Linked DNA regions of Mus musculus: region 2 is linked to region 1. The links are chromatin contacts, called in public Hi-C maps. All regions are on one chromosome and are shown on one strand. The core of a region is the stretch at or near the end of the contact, and the rest is flanking DNA. Distances in the headings are between cores, read along the strand shown.

Evidence for each region. Hi-C and Micro-C count contacts between places; a contact is called where the count stands out from the background.
Region 2: a contact with region 1 is called in a Hi-C map of neutrophils, with 4 times the contacts expected there. The contact joins two enhancer-like sites. A contact is called at or near these places in 4 of 39 promoter capture datasets (the 3T3-L1 cell line, cranial neural crest, embryonic stem cells and 1 more), 24 of 484 Hi-C or Micro-C datasets (the C3H10T1/2 cell line, the HL-1 cell line, adipose-derived mesenchymal stem cells and 12 more) and 4 of 115 datasets of contacts at active chromatin or transcription factors (SST interneurons, bone marrow-derived dendritic cells, embryonic basal ganglia and 1 more).

Annotation. Positions count from the first base shown.
Region 1 is chr15:66,100,404-66,103,995 of GRCm38.p6, reverse strand. The region is part of intron 1 of Kcnq3 (potassium voltage-gated channel, subfamily Q, member 3); the gene reads left to right. Among named protein-coding and RNA genes, the nearest start is that of Hhla1, 130 kb to the right of the region's middle. Within about 2 kb of position 2,280, at least 32 of the 459 cell types and tissues checked have an H3K27ac peak or open chromatin away from gene starts, as enhancers often do. A contact at or near this core is called in SST interneurons, bone marrow-derived macrophages, cerebral cortex and 3 more, where this site is marked.
Region 2 is chr15:66,474,220-66,477,994 of GRCm38.p6, reverse strand. The region is part of intron 3 of Lrrc6 (leucine rich repeat containing 6 (testis)); the gene reads left to right. Among named protein-coding and RNA genes, the nearest start is that of Gm31006, 25 kb to the left of the region's middle. Within about 2 kb of position 1,419, at least 138 of the 459 cell types and tissues checked have an H3K27ac peak or open chromatin away from gene starts, as enhancers often do. A contact at or near this core is called in SST interneurons, bone marrow-derived macrophages, cerebral cortex and 3 more, where this site is marked.

The sequences.
Region 1 (3,592 bases), core at 1,031-3,530:
CTGCCTTCTTGAGGTTGTAAGCAGGAGAGTGGACAGTGAGTGGCCTTGCTGTGGCAAGCAAGTACAAATTTCCTGGAGAACGGAAGAGGGACTATTGCATTCAGATGAGAAGGGTAAGGGGCCACTCACCCCATGTTTCCAGATCCTGATGACATGAACCAAGCTCTCCTATTCTAGAACTCCTTGATGACAATAGTACCCCCTATGCACTTGGGACTATGCTAGGTATGGACTGCTTAGTGGAAGTCCTTAAGAAGCTATTCTTATTTTTCAAATAGACCAACTGTGTTAATAATTATTCCTAATGTTCAAGATGGCATAAACTAAACAGTGATACAGTAAACAGCCAGATTCCCAGAGAACTTCAGAGGATACACAGGGATGTGCCCTTTGTGTGTGAACCAACCCCTTTGGAGAAGTAGCTACTGTTTCAGACATTCAGTTGATTGCACAATGCATTTTCTGTGCCAGGCTAGAATGAGGGTTGATTGCATAACAATGTGTGGCTTTATGGTTAGAGCCTATTGTTTTTACAACATTTTGATATTTTATTCGTTGCAAATTGTTTGCATTATAACTGTTGAAGTATTATACATTAAATATTGCAGTGGTTTCAGTATGTTTGGCTTATGGAAAGTGGTACGATTAGAAGGTGTGGCCTTATTGGAGAAGGTGTGGCCTTATTAGAGGAAGTGTGTCACTGTGGAGTGGGTTTTTGAGGTCAGTCTGGCTAATGGGATCAGAGTCTCCTCCTGGCTACCTTTGGATCAAGACGTAGAACTCCGGGCTCTTCCAACCCAATATCTGTCTACAGGCTGCCATGCTTCCCACCATGATGACAATGGACTGAACCTCTGAACCTGTAAGCCAGCCCCAATTAAATGTTGGCCTTTATAAGAAGTTGCCTTGCTCATGGTGTCTCTTCACAGCAATGCAACCCTCACTTAGATAGTTATCAAATAAATAATCACATTAAATCTTATTAATTTGAATTTTTTGAGATGTTGGCACTCCTCTTAAATTTGTTTCCATAACAGCTTTATTGACATATAATTCATATTTCATCCCATTGACCCATTTGAAATGTGTGATTCAGGGATGCTCAGTGGGCAGAGGTGCCTGTTGCCAGGCCGGAATTCCTGAATTCAACTCTTCGAATCTACGTGGTGGGAGTAAAGAACCAAGTGAGGCAAGTTGTCTTCAGATCTGCGGACACATGTTATGATGCATGTGGCCCCCACCTCTTCTCACACACACAAAGAATGTTTTTTTTTAAGTGTATACAATATCATGCATAATGCAATGCTTTTCAGATTTCACAATCATAGCTGTCATGGTAGAGTCCCCCAACTCAAACTGGCTTAACTGTTCCCTGTTGTGGACATTTGTATATATTTTGTATATATTTTGTGTGTGTGTGTGTGTGTGTGTGTGTGTGTGTGTGTGTGTGTGATGTGTGCATACATGCATATGTGAGGAATGTGCCTGTACCTATGGACATGGAGACCAGAGGTTCATTTGGAGTGTCTTCCTCTATCACTTTCTTCTTGATAAGCTCAGACAGTATCCCTGCTGAACCCAGAGTTTACAGACTTAGCTTAGTGTAACCAACCAGCTTTGCCTGGTGATCCCATGTCTCCACCTACAGAGTTCTGGGATTATGAGAGCCGGCCCTTAGGCTCAGCATTTGTTTGATTGATGGGAATCAGAACTCTAGCCTTTATGTTCTAGCAGTACTATTTGTTCTTCTTTGTCTGGCTTCTTTCTTCCGCTTATTGGGTTTCAGGGTTTATCCGAATTTTATTTTCATCACCAAATAAAATTCCATCCCCTTTTTAATAACACATTTGTCTATTCATCAGTTGTTTGCAGGTTAACTTGGAACCACTGCAGGGCCGCTGGTGGCTAATGATGCTAATCTGTCCATGTCTAAATGTGTGCATCTTGCTTTGCTTCATTCCTCTTAAGACATAAAGCGTTCTATTTTATGTCATAGTTGCAGTATGGCATTTGTCTAATTTCTAAGTGAGGCGTTGATGAGGGCATCTGGTGTCTGTGGGCTGGAAGCAAAGGATTGACCAATAGGGCAGCAAGGTCAGAGCCGCTCTCAAGTAGCTCTGTTTCTGTTCTTTCCTGCTCTCTAACTTGCATCTGCTCCTACTAGCTTGGTCCCCAGTGTGCTTGTCACCCACGCATACGCCCACCCATCTCCTGCAGCAGAGGGGAGACTGCACATTGTCTCTCCCAAGCATCAAAACATCTCCTGGCATTTAGGAAGCCTTCGGCAGACCAGGGATGAGGAAGTGAGCCCATCAGGGAACTTAAACACCCCAGCAGGGCCTAGGCTGTGCATGCAAAGTGAGAAACCACGGCTGAGTCTCTCTTATAGGTGGTTCGTTTAGCAGAGGAGAGGCCTGCTTGGCACAGCAGATAGTTTTGGTTGGGGCAAAGAAACAAGTATCTGTGGAGGTGGCCGTGCTGGGAAGCATAGCAACAAGGACGTGGGAATTTCATTTTCAGAGGAGATAGAGAAAAAGCAAGTCTTCTGAACTGACCAGTGGTTTGGTTTTGTGGTTTTGGTTTGGTTTGGTTTGGTTTTGTATTTGTTTTTGTTTTCAATTCAACTCAGATCCAGAGTTGCTTGCATGCCTCCTTAATAGAATCTTTTGTATGTTAGAGATGCAGGGAATTATAACTGGATATGGGGCTTGCTGATCATGGTGATCCACCTGTGTAAGTGTACCAAAACCCAATGTATTTCACACTTCAAAGCGTGGATGGAAGGTTGGATGGACCTGAGTGTCAGACTGGCTGACGGGTTGGTTGCAGATAGAAAGTTAGATGGATCAAAGAACAAAGGAATGTACAACTTACAGAGGTTCCAAATATATTTCCTTTTAGCTGTTCTATAAATGGTGGGAGTGGTCTGCATGGGAAACTGTCCACATAAGAATCAAGAAAATACCATGGCTTAAGATTCTCCCCCCATTATTAGAAACAATTCCCAGATGTTTATCTCAGCAACTTATTTCAAAGCATGGCATGCCCCCACATCCCATTTAATATTTGTTTCATTTACCTCCTAATACTTATTGCACTTACCATGTAAGTATTATTTTTAAAAGTGAATATCCCCTCAGTAACATTCCTACCAATAAGAGGCATTTTCTATTTAGTTCAAATCTGAATTTCTAGATCATAGAATAATGTTTGTCACAAAGGTTATGTTCAACAAATAGTGGTTATGTATATGAATAGTCTCATTCCTTATGGGAAAAGATGAAAAATCCTTTCTAGACCCCAGTTCAAAAAAGACAATATATGGAATACATTATCATGAAATTTATGTAACCTTCTCATTATATTTGACACTGATTTGTATTTAGGAAATATACCAGTCAGGCTGAAACTTAGTTATCAATTTTTGCAACTTAGAGTTTGAAAAAGATGGTATTAAAATCTGTAGGTAATTTCAAGTGTTGTCATCTTGAAATATTATGGCTTTTAGTCTATAAGCATAAAATGTTATGACATTTATTTAATTTAAAATAATTTTAATACCATTTTGTAGTTTTGAATAGTGAACTTTGTA
Region 2 (3,775 bases), core at 170-2,669, 370 kb before region 1:
TCCTTCTGGGCCGAAGATACATCACTGCAGATACATGTTCTACCTCTGAACATCCGTCTCTTCAGGATGTCACTGACTTTGACCTCACAGGCCCTAAACATGGGCACTTGGGTCCTTGATTCTTTGGTAGGTGTGTGTAGGGATTCTTTGGTGTGGCTCTTGTCACTTTTCATAACACTACTGCTAGTCTACACTGCTGCTCTGCACTGCTGGTCCACACTGCTGGTCTGCACTGCTGGTCTGCATTGCTGCTCTGCACTACTGGTCCGCACTGCTGGTTTACACAGCTGGTCCACACTGCTGCTCTGCACTGCTGGTCCACACTGCTGGTCTATACTGGTGGTCCACACTGCTGGCCCACACTGCTTGTCCACACTGCTGCTCTGCACTGCTAGTCTACACTGCTGGTCAACTCTGGTGCTCTGCACTGCTGGTCCACACTGCCTGGTATGCCCTGTCCACGCTTCTCAACTGCCAACCCTGTATGGTAACAGGCTGTGTGTTAGGACAGAGTATCTTGAATGACACTTGAATAGCCACCCAGTGGCTTATAGCCCTGGAGTTTACCACTGTGACTGCAAAAGCCCTACCCACAACAGCTGATACATTGATTCTAATATCTTCATATCTTCATTTCATGTCTTCATTTCAACCTCAAAGATGCCATTTAATGTATTTCTGTATGGTAGATCTTCTGTTGGCAAAAACATCAGTTTTTGTTTACTTGTTAAAAAAAAATATTTTGAAGTTTCCCAGATAAAGAATTCTTGACATTTTTCCTTACTCCCTACTTCCTTTTTTCTTTTTTTCTCCTATCTTATTTTCAGATATCATTTCTTCCTTTATTGTCTTTTTAAAATCATTCCTCTTTCTCATAACCCCATCTCTATTAATTGGATGTGGTTATATTCATTGGAACTTCCATGCCTCCTAAGCTGCATGTCTATTTAAACTAGTCTGTCTTTTTATTCTGCAGTCTGAGACATCGCACCAGATTTAAATCCCAGAATAATTATGTTAATTCTTTCTCATTCTAGAATTCATTTCATTTTCAATTAACTCTGATTTGGCCACAATTTCTACCTTCTCACTCCCTCCTGCACCGATCGCTGCTTTTCTGTGGTGCGATTGTTGTTGGATGGATGATATCATGGATGATATTTTTTTTGATGCAGTTAGAACTCTGATTTTAATCTTTCCCATTCCCTGGATGCCTTTCCTTGATCGCCACTCTCTCTTCGGGGCTATTTTATTGAGGTGGTTAGTTTGGTGTCACACAGTAAACACAGAGAGTCTTGTGTGTCCAGTGGCTGGTGTGGGCTCACAGCTGTGAGGTGGTTTCCCTGGCCAACCTCTCCTGTGTGTGGCAGGGCTGTGTGCCCTGTGAGTGGGTGGAGCGCGTTGACTGTCAGCCTTGCTGCAGAGTGAGGGGCGGGGAGCCGAGGCAGGCAAGCTGCTCTGCCACCCAACTCCCATCTGTCAATAGCTAAAACAGGGAGGGGTTCACTTGGGACAGGGGTTTTAGTCTCTTTGCCTCCCCATGCAGAAAGAGTAATCTCAGTGACAGCCCACAGTCATAAATACACATTGTTCCTTTTGAATCTCTATCCTCAAAACCTGGAAATTGCCAGCGTCAAAGCCCCAAATCAGGATCAGCACTGAGATTCAGAGCTCTATCACTATCTTCCTGTTTTAGAAGAGTAGTCAGTCACTACTGGTGTACACGGCAGCTCTGTCACTGTTAGCTTGTGGCCAAAAGGAATGGCAGCATTCACTCAGCACTAAGTTCATGGTAATACATTTTAATGTAATTGTCAGAAAGTTAATGACACCCCTTCCTGTTTTGGGCTATCCAGGGCTTGTTTTTGTTGAGAAGCTCTTGCTGGTCGGGGACTTCCCTTTTAACAAACGTTCTGATAATTTACCACTAGAGGGCAACATCGTTGCTATTGTGGTTTGAACTTTGCAAACTACAGTCACAGCTGTGTGCCTCTAACCTTTGTCTGGGCAGGTGCTCCCTTCTGTACTGTGCCTCCCAGCCCTAAGGGGAACTGGGTACAGGCTAGTTTGGGGACATGCATATCAAGATTAGAAGTGTGTAGGGGAAACATAAAGAGAAAAGGGACTCTTTTTTCTTTCTTTCTTTTTACTTTTTTTTTTCTTTTTTCCCTTTTTTTGCTGGCATGCATGTACTTTTGGTTTGATTTGAAGGGCTAGATGTGAGAGAAGAAGATGGATGGATGACTCAGTCCATCTGCTACAGTAAATCTCAGACTTTTCTTAAAAAAGGGAATGGCGTCCCCCTTCTTTTCCTAGATGGCAAAGAAGAAGAGGAGGAGGAGAAAGAGGAGGAGGGGGAGGATGGGGAAAGCAAAACAAAGAAACCTGTCTCTCTCTTTCTTCCCCCTCTTCTCTGTTCTCCGTTTAGGATTCACCAGGGTAGAATGAGGTACCTGCTGATCGTCTCCTAGAACAATCTTGCCCTAACCTGGAGGGGAGGGAAGGGCACTAAGTGTTTGTGACCAGTAGATGGGTCAGTCTACTACTGATGGTCTTTTTTAGGATAGAAAGCAAAGGGTGGAGGAGAGAATGATTGCCTTGGCAGAGAAGGGTTGGTCACGGTTGGCCACCTTGGGACATGCTCATCTGTGACATGAAAAACGCGGTGTAATATTTTTTACATTTAGACCACATCTAAGCAAAGTAAAAACTTGTTTTTGTTTTAACCATTATGAACACATAGAGAGTCCTGAGATTTTCATTTTTAAAACCATAGCAAAACCCCAAACCATGACATTTTCATCTTGCTGGCATCTTGTGAATCAGGCTTTTCTTACATGAAAGAAAAATAGCATTAAATGTTTTGCAGAGCTTCCCAAGGTAAATGTAATATTAGTGTCAGCACAATGCATGGTTCTCACCTCGCAGGTAGCAAGAGATTATTTATTCTGAGCCAAGTAGGAGGGCCAGGGCCTATAAATAACCTAGAATGTGTCCCCCAGATCATGTGTCTATAGTGAAAGTGTCCATGAGCTCCCATGTCACTACATAAAGTCATGTACCAGATATGTTATGGGGAAATTAGGTCAGTGGGTTACAGCAAAGCAGAGAGAACCACATTGCAGGTTCTGATGCTGTCTGGCATCCGAGTTGCTGGAAGCTCATGATCTGCTAATTTCATACATTCTGAAGGTTTTTGCCTGGTAGTTGGAAGGACACTGGATCAGACACAGAAGGTGAGTGCTAAATGGCCCTGAAGGGACTAAGGATAGCTGAAGGCAATCTGGCTTAGTGTCTACAGTATCCCAGCTCTCCACAGTCACGAGGTGCTAATCAGTCAAGCAGCAGCAATCAATACAAGTGCATCCATTCCCTGGGGAGCTCCGTTTACAGTTGTCCTGGTGGGCAAGCATCACATCCCGTGCATTCAGAAGCCAGATGTGCTATGTCCCATAGACTAGGAACCCTTGTCCTTAGGATGATAGCGTTGAGTCTGAGTGGCCAGGACAGCCGAAGAGCTTGTCCTCCTGGGCGAGCAGGACTTCTTGAGACCACCTCGAAGATCAGAACTCATAACATGACCAGCGAGTGCTCATGTTGACCGTGACTATTTACTTATACTCTCCGCTTGCCCTTTATCCCATTTTCTTGTTAAAATTTAAAGCTCTGGCAGTACCCTAAGGTTAGACTTGGAGTTGCTGGTTCTTTCCATTTGCCCCTTACAACACAGCCCCATTGATGAAACCCTCTCTCTGTGCCCATCACCATTATCCAT